2 separate regions of the Mus musculus genome follow, and region 2 is linked to region 1. Evidence: chromatin contacts called from public HiChIP or PLAC-seq data. All regions are on one chromosome and are shown on one strand. Each heading gives the region's core, a stretch centred on a gene start, on an enhancer-like site or on the middle of the called end of the contact. The rest is flanking DNA. Distances are from core to core; before and after follow the strand shown.

Region 1 (5,195 bases), core at 1,340-3,839:
TTCTACCTTACAGGTACCCAGGATCCACCTTAAGTTATCAGGCTTGGCAGAAAATGCCTCTCCCCAGTGAGCTATGTATCTTGCCTGTGAGTTTCCATCCTTTTTGTGAGAGGGCAATCTGTTGTTTGAATGCTGGGATTAAAGGGCATATGTCACTATGCATCGTTAAATTCTTAACACACATTCTTAAACAGAACTCCATACTAACTTTCTTTTTTCTCCCTTCCCTATGTGTGTGTATGTGTGTGTGCATATACATATATACACACACACACACACACACACACATATATATATACATATATCTATGTAGTATGTTTTAGGGAGAGGGTATTTTTGAGACAGGGTCTGTCCACATAGCCCTGACTGTTCTGGAATTCACTATGTAGACTAGACAGATCTTAAACTTGTAGAGATACACCTGGTTCTGCCTCTTGAGTGTTAAAGGTGTGTTCCACCACACCCAGCCTAACTTTCATATAAGGTTTTTATAATCCCAGCTGAAGTAGATGGACTGGGGGTGGGTCTAGACAGTTTGGACTACAGAGTAAGGTCCTGTGTCAAAGCAGAAAAAAATTTTTTTCACTTAGCATTTTTTTGTTTGTTTTTTGCTTTTCAAGTCAGGGTTGCTCTATGTAGCCCTGGCTATCCTGGAACTCATTATGTAGACCAGGCTGGCCTCAAATGTCCACCAAGTAGAAGGCAGAGGCAGGCAGATCGTTGAGTTGGAGGTCAGTATGATCTACAAAATCAAGTTTCAGGCCAGCCAGTGTTACACAGTGGAACCCTGTCTCAAAAACAAAACAACAAAAAGAATATGAACTCACCAGGGCTATGATGCATACCTGTAATCCAGAACACGGAGGACCAGAAATTCAAGGTCATGCTCAATTACATTTGAGCCTACCCAGTTACATCAGATCCTCCTCAAAAGTAACAAAATGAGTGTAAAGAACACACAAACTGGTATCCAATACTAAATGATCAGCCCTGGAAGCATATAAGTACAAGTAACATTACACAAACTGAGCAGGTACAACTCATGCATTTAAGGATACATAATACATACACACATATACATATGTAACAATAATCCAAAAAGTAGAGGCCACAGAAGAGAGCAGAGGAACTACTAGGGGATTGGAGGAAATGATGTAATTATATTACAATATCAAAAAGTAAAGCTGGGGATAAAGAGGCTGCTTTCTTATCTCAACGGGCATAAGGCCATGCTCATCCTTACCAACAACAAAAAAAAAAAAAAAAAAAAAAAGAGAGAGAGAAAAAGGAAGTCTGGGTTTCGGTACCTTTGTTACTTAATTTGCTACTAGGTGCTCTGAAGTAAGCTACTTGAGCTCTCTTTTCCTTGGGAATAAAGGTAATGTTAGTGACTGCTGTAAGACTCATGCTTCTAATGATCTAGAGCAAATAATTGCTCAAAATTAGCGTCCCCTGAGATAAGAGTTGTTATTACCAGACAGTACCTGGGGCAAACAGGAAGGTAGATTCTATGGAGGACATGCAGCCACCCATTTCCTCATTGTCACCCTTTAGTTGGCACCATCAGAGGCAATGGGAGGCGACGGACAATGTGTCCACTCAAATGTTCCTGTTTCCTTACTCACATCAGTGAACTAACACTTTGGAGCACCTGTTGCTTGTCAGAGCCCACTGCAGACGACTGACCCATATGTATCTCTTACTGGTACACCAGATGTCACATGCCACAAGCAAGAAGTGAAGGTGGGAGAGATGACAGGTGACAGTTAGCAGGGTCCAGGCTCTCTGCAGAAAGGGTCAGCAGTTCCCCATCCCTGAGGCTCCCACTCAGGAGCTGTCCCATCAACATCTCTGACAATATGGAGCCTAGCCTACACGAAGGCCTCCTCCGAGTGTGTGCAGAGCCCCACAGAACCACTGATCCAGATGTGCAAAGGCCGACCCACAAGAACATAACTCAAAAGCTTGTCCAACTCTCAAGACTGAGGCGCCCCACTCGGCCGCAGCGTCTCGGAGGAGCAAGGGGGACAGAGCGCCGCCGCCGGTGCCTCCGCCTCCACGCGGGGCCCACCAACCGCACTCAGCGCGGACAGCCCTGGCTGCCTCGCTGGTGCAGGTCTGAAGGCGCGCTCCGACTCTGCTGTGGAGACATAGGCCCTCGGACCTGAGGCCACGCGGGCACCAAGTTCCCCGCGCGCCCCGAGGGGATGCGCGGCTCGCCCAGCAAAGGGAGAACGCCGGAGTCCCTCGCGTGCGACCGCGGACCTCGCTGGAGCCCCACGGGGCCCCGTCCCTCCCGCGGTCGTCCACACTCCCGGCGGCCTAGCGCCGCGACTCTCCAGCCCGAGCCCAGCCGCGGCCTAGGTGGCAAATGGGCCTCCCCGAGACCCGTCCCCGCGCGCCCGCCCCGCTGCAGCCCACTCACCCGAACGCGGTCCCCGCGGAGTCGCCGACCCCACGGCCGCCCCGCCCCCGACCGCAGCCGGCAACCCTCTGACACCCAAGCGGAAGTGCGGCCCGCGCCTCTCCGACCTACAGCCCGCCGTGCTGCTCGCCGCTCGCCGCGCCCCGCGCCGTCCGTCAGCCGCCGCCTGGCCAATCAACGCTCGGCCCGCAGGCCGCGCCGGGGGCGGAACCATGCCGATCACGTTCTCCGGACAGCTTCTCCCTCGGCCCTATCATAATCCGGCTCACACGGGGGAGTGGCGGCGCGCCCAGCCAATCACCCCTTGGAGAAGGTGGGTTTATGCAGATACTGGAGCTAGAAGGAAGGGGAGGCAGGAGGAAGGGGAGTGACCTTGGGAGAGGCTAGTTTACAAACAGTGAGTCAGGTGGCTGGGCGTGAACGATCCCAGGCTGGCGCTGGGCTAGACCCACCCTTTGGCTCCCGACCCCGCAGACGCTTCTCACGGTTGCTGGGGTATGAACAAATGGCAAATGTGGCCGCCGGCCTTTGCGCGCCAATCGTGACTTAACATACCCTGGGGCCAGTTTACCCCTCCAGTGGCCTCCCTGGCCGGTTCATCCTGTTTAACACCCTTAGGCGCCCTGTGGTCTGCAGTGGCTCCTGGTTAAACTCAGAATCTCTGGGGACACGCCTGCAGCCTGTTTGGCCTCAGAAAAGCTATCTGACCTCTCTGAACACTCAGTTTTCTCTGTAGCCAGGGTTCCCCAGCCTCCTCATCACATTGGAATGTGGGGTCTGGTTTGAGAAAGGTGAAGTGACATGAATCAAGATGGCTACTGACTTGCATAGGACTTTGCAGGGCACAGGAATTGCAAAGGTATGGGACTTGTGGTCCGATCCTAGCCAGGAGGTTCAGCTCAGTGTCAAACCTGAGGGAAGCAAGTTAGATGTCTCTTGTCTTTCACAAACCTACCCAGAAGCAAGTGAGGTGAGGGCCGCTATAGGTCGTTTGAAAGCAGGAAACCAAGGAGGAACCAAGTCCCCCAGGTCATCCAGGGCCAGCTGCACCTGACATCAGTCCAAGGCTTTCCAGTTACTTGAGTAATTACTTGGGTTTTTTGCTAAGCCAGTCTGAGGCTTTAGCAAAGGGGTTCTAAATGCCCCCCATGAACCTTCTTCAGCACATAATGAAGGATTCTTCTCCAAGGCCACACTTCTTCCTCCAGTAAGGTGGTGCTCACACTCACACACAGGTCCGTGTCGTGTCCCGTCCCCCCCCCCCCCCGCCTCTGTGGCCCACTCTGCAGATACTCAAGTCCTCTGCAAACACGGAGTGGCCCAGCAGACCCTGTCTGCCTCTCTAGCTCCCACCCCAGGGACAGCCTGGCTTTCTGGTGGCCCCTTCTCACTGGCGCAGGAGAGACGTGCTGGGACTGGAAAAGAGCCCCCTGCACGCTCAGCTCCTAAAGAGAGAGACAGAGGGAGGCGGGCCAGGCTTCCGAAACAAAGGCGTTGCCATGGTTACCTCTGAAGAAAGCAACTCCAGCCCGCTGAGGGCTGATGGAAGGGTGCGGCAGCTGGCCCCCCAGCCAGGACAAGGACAGCTAGCCGGTTGCCACGGAGATAGTCAGACTGACCAGGTTCTGCAGTTTTTCTGGGGGCCTGGCCAAGACTAGCTCAGAAACCCACCACCACCCACACCCTTACCTAAATCTCCAAGATCAGCCCCTCTCCAAGAGACAAGCCTCAGAGGGACACAGCTTACCTAACCTGTTTTTGGACTTTGAGCTACAGGGCCCTGCCATCTGGGCAGAATAACCACCCAGGTTGGGCTGGGCATCCCTACTCAAGCTGTGTAGTAGATGGGCTGACCCTGGGGCCGGGGTGGCATTCCAACCACCTGTCTTCCAGCTGTGGCTGAGGAGAGCCTTGAGTTCCTCACTTCCGCTTTTACCTCTAGGTAAAAGGTGAGCTGACAGGTACCTAACACTGCTCCTGGCTCTCTGCCCCCTTTAGGAGCTGCTGCCACCTTTCAGCAGCCTCAGGTGCAGGGCTGGGTGGCTCAGCATCCCTGTCAGTAGGGGAGGGGCTCTCTCCATCTTCGCCGAGTGGCAATGTCCTCTAGGATGGACTAGTAGGGTGTAGAAAGAGGAAGAGTTGGCTCTGCGCCCGGCCATGACAGTGCAGATAGTGATAGTCAAAATGCCCCCAAAGTGTTTCATTATGTCCATGTCCCTTCCAGTTCCCCCATGTCAGCAGCTGACCAGGGAGACGAATGTCATTGCTCCCACTTTACGGATGTCAGACTGGGTCTCAACCCAGTTAATGCCTCCAGAGGGCAAGGCACAGAGACGTCTGATGGACCAGCAGTCTGGCTATGCCCAGACTCCAGACCAGGATCTGCCCTGAGTTTCCTGAAGGGGCTATGGCTGAGGGCCACAAGATCAGATTCCATGTCACAGGACCCCTGAGTAGCTGTAGCTTTGAGTGCTCTCAGCATCTGAGAAGTGCCAAAGGACTGTTTGGGGAGTGTGTTCCTTCCTGAACAGCTCCTGGGACACAATGGGATGCCATGAGGGTGCTGCCCCACCCCACATGGTATAAATAAAGGATACATCCAGTCCCAAGTGCTAAGTGGAGGTGGGAGATTACAGGATAGATCCTGGAGGTCAAGCCAACTCTGAGGGCTTAGAATGGAGGCCAGAGGCTCCCTGACAGAATCCCTCTGTCTTCTTGACTAGGGCGGGAACTACCCCTTCCTCAAGGGTGGGCCATCTGCCTGTGTCTC
Region 2 (5,195 bases), core at 924-3,423, 470 kb before region 1:
GAAACAGCTCTCTCTGAGAGCCCCTCAGATTCATGCAGTCAGGAGTGGGGATAGCTGTCCAAGATCCCAAAGCTCAGCCTGGGATCCTTTCTGTGAGCAAGGGTAGGTTTGGAGGACAACTCAACCTTCATCTCCCCACCAACAGAGGCCACAGATGGTAGCTCCCTTTCTGTACCTCCAAAATACCACAGGGACTGCTAGCAACTAACTCATGGATACAGAGGAGATGGTCTGAAAATGATCCCACGTACCAGCCAGGGAGCCCTGTGAGAAGCACTGAGCCACATGTTCTGTCAGGAGGCTGAAGCTAGACCCTCATTTTAAAGCTAGGCTCTGAGGCTCAGGTCGGGCAACATGCTCTACCACTCTATAACTAGAAGGGTATGGATCTGAAATGACGATGGGTTTGTCTTCCAGACAATAAGGAACACACCCAAGAACCCAAAGCTGGTTTTTCAGCAGACCAGGGGATGTTCTATTTGGGGAGAGGGCTGTGACTTTCGGTAGGAGCCACATGTACCTACCGGGTAGTTGTGCCGGTATCTTTGCATGTCCTGCATAGCACGCCAGTTTCGGTACCTTGTCATCCTAGACTGGGGAGAAAATACAAGGATGAGGTACTGGAAAGTGTCCAGGATGAAGGCAGCACGGTTTGGGCCAACCATCACTGAGCTCTATGTAAGAGGAATGGGTGCTTCTGTTTTTTCTTCTGGTCCCCACCCAGGGTTCTGAGAAGACAGATCTGGACCCTAGAAGAACATCCTTCATTTTGAACACAAACAGTGGCACTAGAATAGCCTCAACAACCACCTCTGCACCTCTCAGTACTCAATTTTCCTCTGTAGGGAGCCTTGGCCTAATCTAGCCTGCAAGCTGCCCAGGTGTGTGGCTAATGCTCTTCTGTCTTTAAGTCCCAGCTGCATCTCCTCCTTGGTCTGCTGGTCAACCTCATTTTGGTCCAAGATCTTTATGTGCCCCCACTCCAACCCTAGTCTCTGAGTACTGTAGTATTTCTCGTCCTATGATTCTGTGAATAGTCACTGGGCTGTATCCCCAAGGGGAGCTACTTTGCCAGCCACAGCCTCAAGAAAAAAACCTAGATGCCTCTGGATGGGTCTGATGGATGGGTGAATGAAGCCTCATCTTTGTAAACCCCTGCTTCTCCCTGGCCCAGTGTGACAAAGACACTGTGCCACCAGGCCTGGGATAGGCTCTTAAGTGACTACTGTTTCAGGTAGGATCTAAGACCTTTTGTGGAGAAACAGCAGTTCTATCAGAGCTTTTGGGAGGCCTTACCACCCACAGGAGGGGCCTGAGCCTGCACTACAAACCTGACTACCCAGCCTCAGCTTCATCCCAATGTGGTCAGGCAGAGGCTAGCTCTGGCCTGCCTGAGAGCTTCTCCAGATTCGGGGCTGCTTTCCCATACAGAGCAGACAACTAGAGATCGAAGCGATGGGGAGAATGGATTTTGGGGTCATAATCCTCACTCTCGTTTTTCTAGGTTCTCCATCACACCCGGAATCACAGCTATAAGCAGGCCAGTGCGTCTTACAGAACGCCACTGAGGTTTACATGCGGCTTGATACAAAAGTATAACGGAACATGCTCCGGGTGGCAACAAAAGTTACCAGAGCTAAGGGCAGATAGACAGACCCCTGCTCCCGGCGTCCTAGGCCGGGGTCACTTCTGAGCCAGTGGAGGCTGTCTGAAGTGGGGTAGGGGCTGAGTGTGGGGTGGAGGGAGGGCAACCTGAGGAAAGGCCACCCACGCAGGATGAGGCCCTGGGGCGCGCTCTGACGTCACCCACGGACGACCCCCATCAGTCGCTTCCTTGACGTCACCAGCGCTCGGTCCGCCAAGGCCTGGGCCCGGCGTCCCCCTAGGGGACAGCGGCCTGGGCCCGGCGATCACGGCCTGGCGTTGTCCTGTCGCCCTCCGGTCCTCCCGCACCGCACCTGGAACAGGCTTGGCCGTGCCTCCTCCGCGTCGCCGTCATCGTCGCCCGTGTCCTCATCGGTCGTATCATCCGCCTGGCCATCCTCGCCGTCCTCCTCGCTCTCGTCCTCCCAGGTGGAATCGCATTCCGGGTCGTCCATACTCGACAGGCTGGACCCGCTTTCCGCGGAAAGGAAAGTGAAAGAGGAGGAAGCGCGGGGGCGGGGCGGCGCCAGGTCCCGCCCACCGCTCAGTTTCCGCCCTTGCGCGGAGTCCCCCAGCAGGGGCTGCTACGCTCGGAGCTAGGCGGGAAGCGGTGTCCTGGAGAAGGCAGTGCCCCCCGCCCCCCGCCCAGAAGGACAACCCTGGAGGCGCGTGCACCGGGATTCCTGCCTCTATCCCCTCCGGGAAGACGCACCACTTTGGACTCAGCCCCAGGTCCGCCCCCTTGAGATTTCACTTCCCTGCAGACTATCCAGAGAGGGATGCTAGGAAGGTTTCTCTTCAGTCCTACGGGAAGTGCCTCTTCCTGCCAGCCGTCTGGGTGCAGGTTCCTAATCTTTGTCGACCTGTCTAACTGCAGATCTTCCTGGCTGCCCTCTGTATAGCTCACTTTGTATGTGTGTGTGTGTGTGTGTGTGTGTGTGTGTGTGTGTGTGTGTGTGTGTATCTGTGTGTGTTTGGCTGCCCAAGGACACCAGAGGTCGGTATTGAGTATTTCCTGAGTAGCTTGTTCACACTTTCATTCAGGGTTAGGGTTAGGGTTAGGGTTAGGTACCTGGAGTGCATAGGTTACTTGAGGTTGCTAAGCAGCAAATCCCTGGGACACTACTGTCTCTGCCTCCCCAGCACCGTAATTACAGTTACACACCACCAAGCGCAGCTTCTAGGTGGTAATCAAACGCAGGTTCTCCTGTTATCAAGGCTTTTGTTTTTGTTTTTGTTTTTGTTTTTGTTTTTTCCCAATTGAGCCAGTTCCACACTCCCTCTGCTTTGTGAGTTCAGTCCCACTCCTGCCCACTGCAGATTTCCTGGGCTCATGTGGCTAGGTAGCCTTTGGATGTTAGGTGGCCTCTACTGCCGACTGTGGCCATGAGCTCGACCTTGTTATGTAACATACTGTTTGAAGCAAGAAAGCAATGGAAGGTAAGGGAGACATGGGTGGGCAGCAGGGTAAAGGACCCTAAGTCCACCATGGTTGAAGTTTCTCACCAGTTGAGAGTTCTCAATTCTAGGATAGTTGACAAAATTTGCTTTAAGACTGCCTACATAGAGAAAATAATCCTTTTATATAGCCATATTCCAAATAATGTTAATCAGGCTTATATGTATATGTTTATGACCTTCAAGTGTGGCCTTCTTTACTAAATTCGAACCTGTAACATTCTGGGAATCTCAAGGTGAAAACATATTGTCTCTATATATTTATAGAGTATAACAATAACTATAACAATGCAGTATGTAACAGAGACTACAGTATGTTAAAGTTCCATAGTTCCTTGAGTTGGAACCTCAGAAACCACCAAAATCAGACTGGTGGGCCACTGTGGAGACTCCCTCAGCCTGGGACCCAGACAGTATAAAGCAAAGACTGATGGGCCACTGTGGAGACTCCCTCAGTCCCTGGGACCCAGACAGTATAAAGCAAAGACTGATGGGCCACTGTGGAGACTCCCTCAGTCCCTGGGACCCAGACAGTATAAAGCAAAGACTGATGGGCCACTGTGGAGACTCCCTCAGTCCCTGGGACCCAGACAGTATAAAGCAAAGACTGATGGGCCACTGTGGAGACTCCCTCAGCCTGGGACCCAGACAGTATAAAGCAAAGACTGATGGGCCACTGTGGAGACTCCCTCAGTCCCTGGGACCCAGACAGTATAAAGCAAGAACTGACTTATGAACGTTGTCTCTGATCTCCACATGTGCACCCATACAAATATATATGCTTGTTAAATTAAAAAAAAAATGTAAACTCTGTGGCTGCCTCTGATCTCATCCCCTCTGCTTCCGACACCAACCATGCTCAGGCTGGGACCTGGTTAAAATGCCATTAGATAGGGAAACCGTGCATGGGGTGTTAGTGGGTGCTTGGGACAACTCAGAGTTGTGCCTTGGGTAGACACCCCCTCTCCCACAACTGTCCTAGGAAGCTGAAAGATGGATGTGCCGTGGACTGACAGTAATATTTGCAAGAGGCAGTATGCCATGCTGCCTGGAGCTAAGTGCAGTATACATAGACCCAGCTGTCAGTGACATCTCTCATAGGGACATAGGGACATGCCTGTGAGCCACAAGGTCAGAACAACTCAGGAAGGCAGCAGGTTTGAGTTTAGATTGGGACACTGGGCTGTTGGGGATCAAATGGAAAATAATAGACTCAAGGCAAATGCCTTGACCAGGCCCACCTGCATGCTTTCATGCCCCTAGATTGTTCTTTCAGACGGGTTTAGAAGAGTGAGCCTGACCAGAGAGGGCTGCCATCCTGATCGTCACATACTGCTCGACAGGGTCATCGCCATCTGCTCCCCATTTCTCCTGCTAGCGCTGGATTCAACAGCTAGGCTTCTTCCACAGAACAAGCCTCTAGGAGTGGACACTGGGTAGGGACAGGGTGGAGTAGCCCCAAGCATTTCCCAAAACAAACTGTAACACTGCTTTCCGTCTCTTGCACTGAACACACGAGCACTGGTCTAGGTCTGACCATAGTCTACAGTGCTGCACTTGATCTCAGGGCTGCAGGCCTTTACATTCTGCCCAATCCCAGTAGGCTGCAGGGAACTGTTCAATTAGGACCTTGTCCAGGCTCTAGGGAGAGAGACCCAGAGACCCCCCCACTGCTGGTCATTCCTAGAAAACGACAGGCTAGACTAGGTCAGCTCTCCTGTGTCAACTCAGGATGCTCTATGCCAGGAAGCTGGGTCTAGTGGTACACTTATGGTAACCCAACTGCCCTGACTAGAAGTGAGTGGCTGGTGTGGGCCAGCTTAGTTCTCATTGCCTGGGGCCCTGCATATGGCAGCAGGGATTTCAGTCGCAGGCAGTAGTCAAGATGGTCTGGAGAGGACACTGTGCCCATCCCACCCAACAGCTGGACTTGGCTATGGAAGGACAACAGGCAGCAGCCAGGTAGCAGGGGTTGGGTTTGGGGGTTAGAGGTGGGTGTCCTGCAAGTCACTGATGAAGGCTCATAACCTTCATCACTGCATCCAGTGATGCCAAGAAGTCATCTTGAGTGCACTCTACGGTTATGAATCCTG

The links. HiChIP or PLAC-seq counts read pairs in DNA pulled down with a chosen protein or histone mark.
Region 2: a contact with region 1 is called in an H3K27ac HiChIP or PLAC-seq map of microglia, with 6 times the contacts expected there. The contact joins the promoter of Ogfr here to the promoter of Osbpl2 in region 1. A contact is called at or near these places in 4 of 39 promoter capture datasets (erythroid cells, liver, neural stem cells and 1 more), 7 of 484 Hi-C or Micro-C datasets (CD4 T cells, CD8 T cells, the G1E-ER4 cell line and 4 more), 2 of 115 datasets of contacts at active chromatin or transcription factors (memory CD8 T cells and microglia) and 2 of 9 other capture datasets (adipose tissue and liver).

What each region holds. Positions count from the first base shown.
Region 1 is chr2:180,116,700-180,121,894 of GRCm38.p6, reverse strand. It overlaps Osbpl2 (oxysterol binding protein-like 2), which reads right to left and starts at 2,589. Exons shown (of 14, transcript NM_144500.4): 1 at 2,426-2,589.
Region 2 is chr2:180,586,385-180,591,579 of GRCm38.p6, reverse strand. It overlaps Ogfr (opioid growth factor receptor), which reads right to left and starts at 2,173. Exons shown (of 7, transcript NM_031373.3): 1 at 1,959-2,173; 2 at 525-593. The coding sequence starts at 2,099.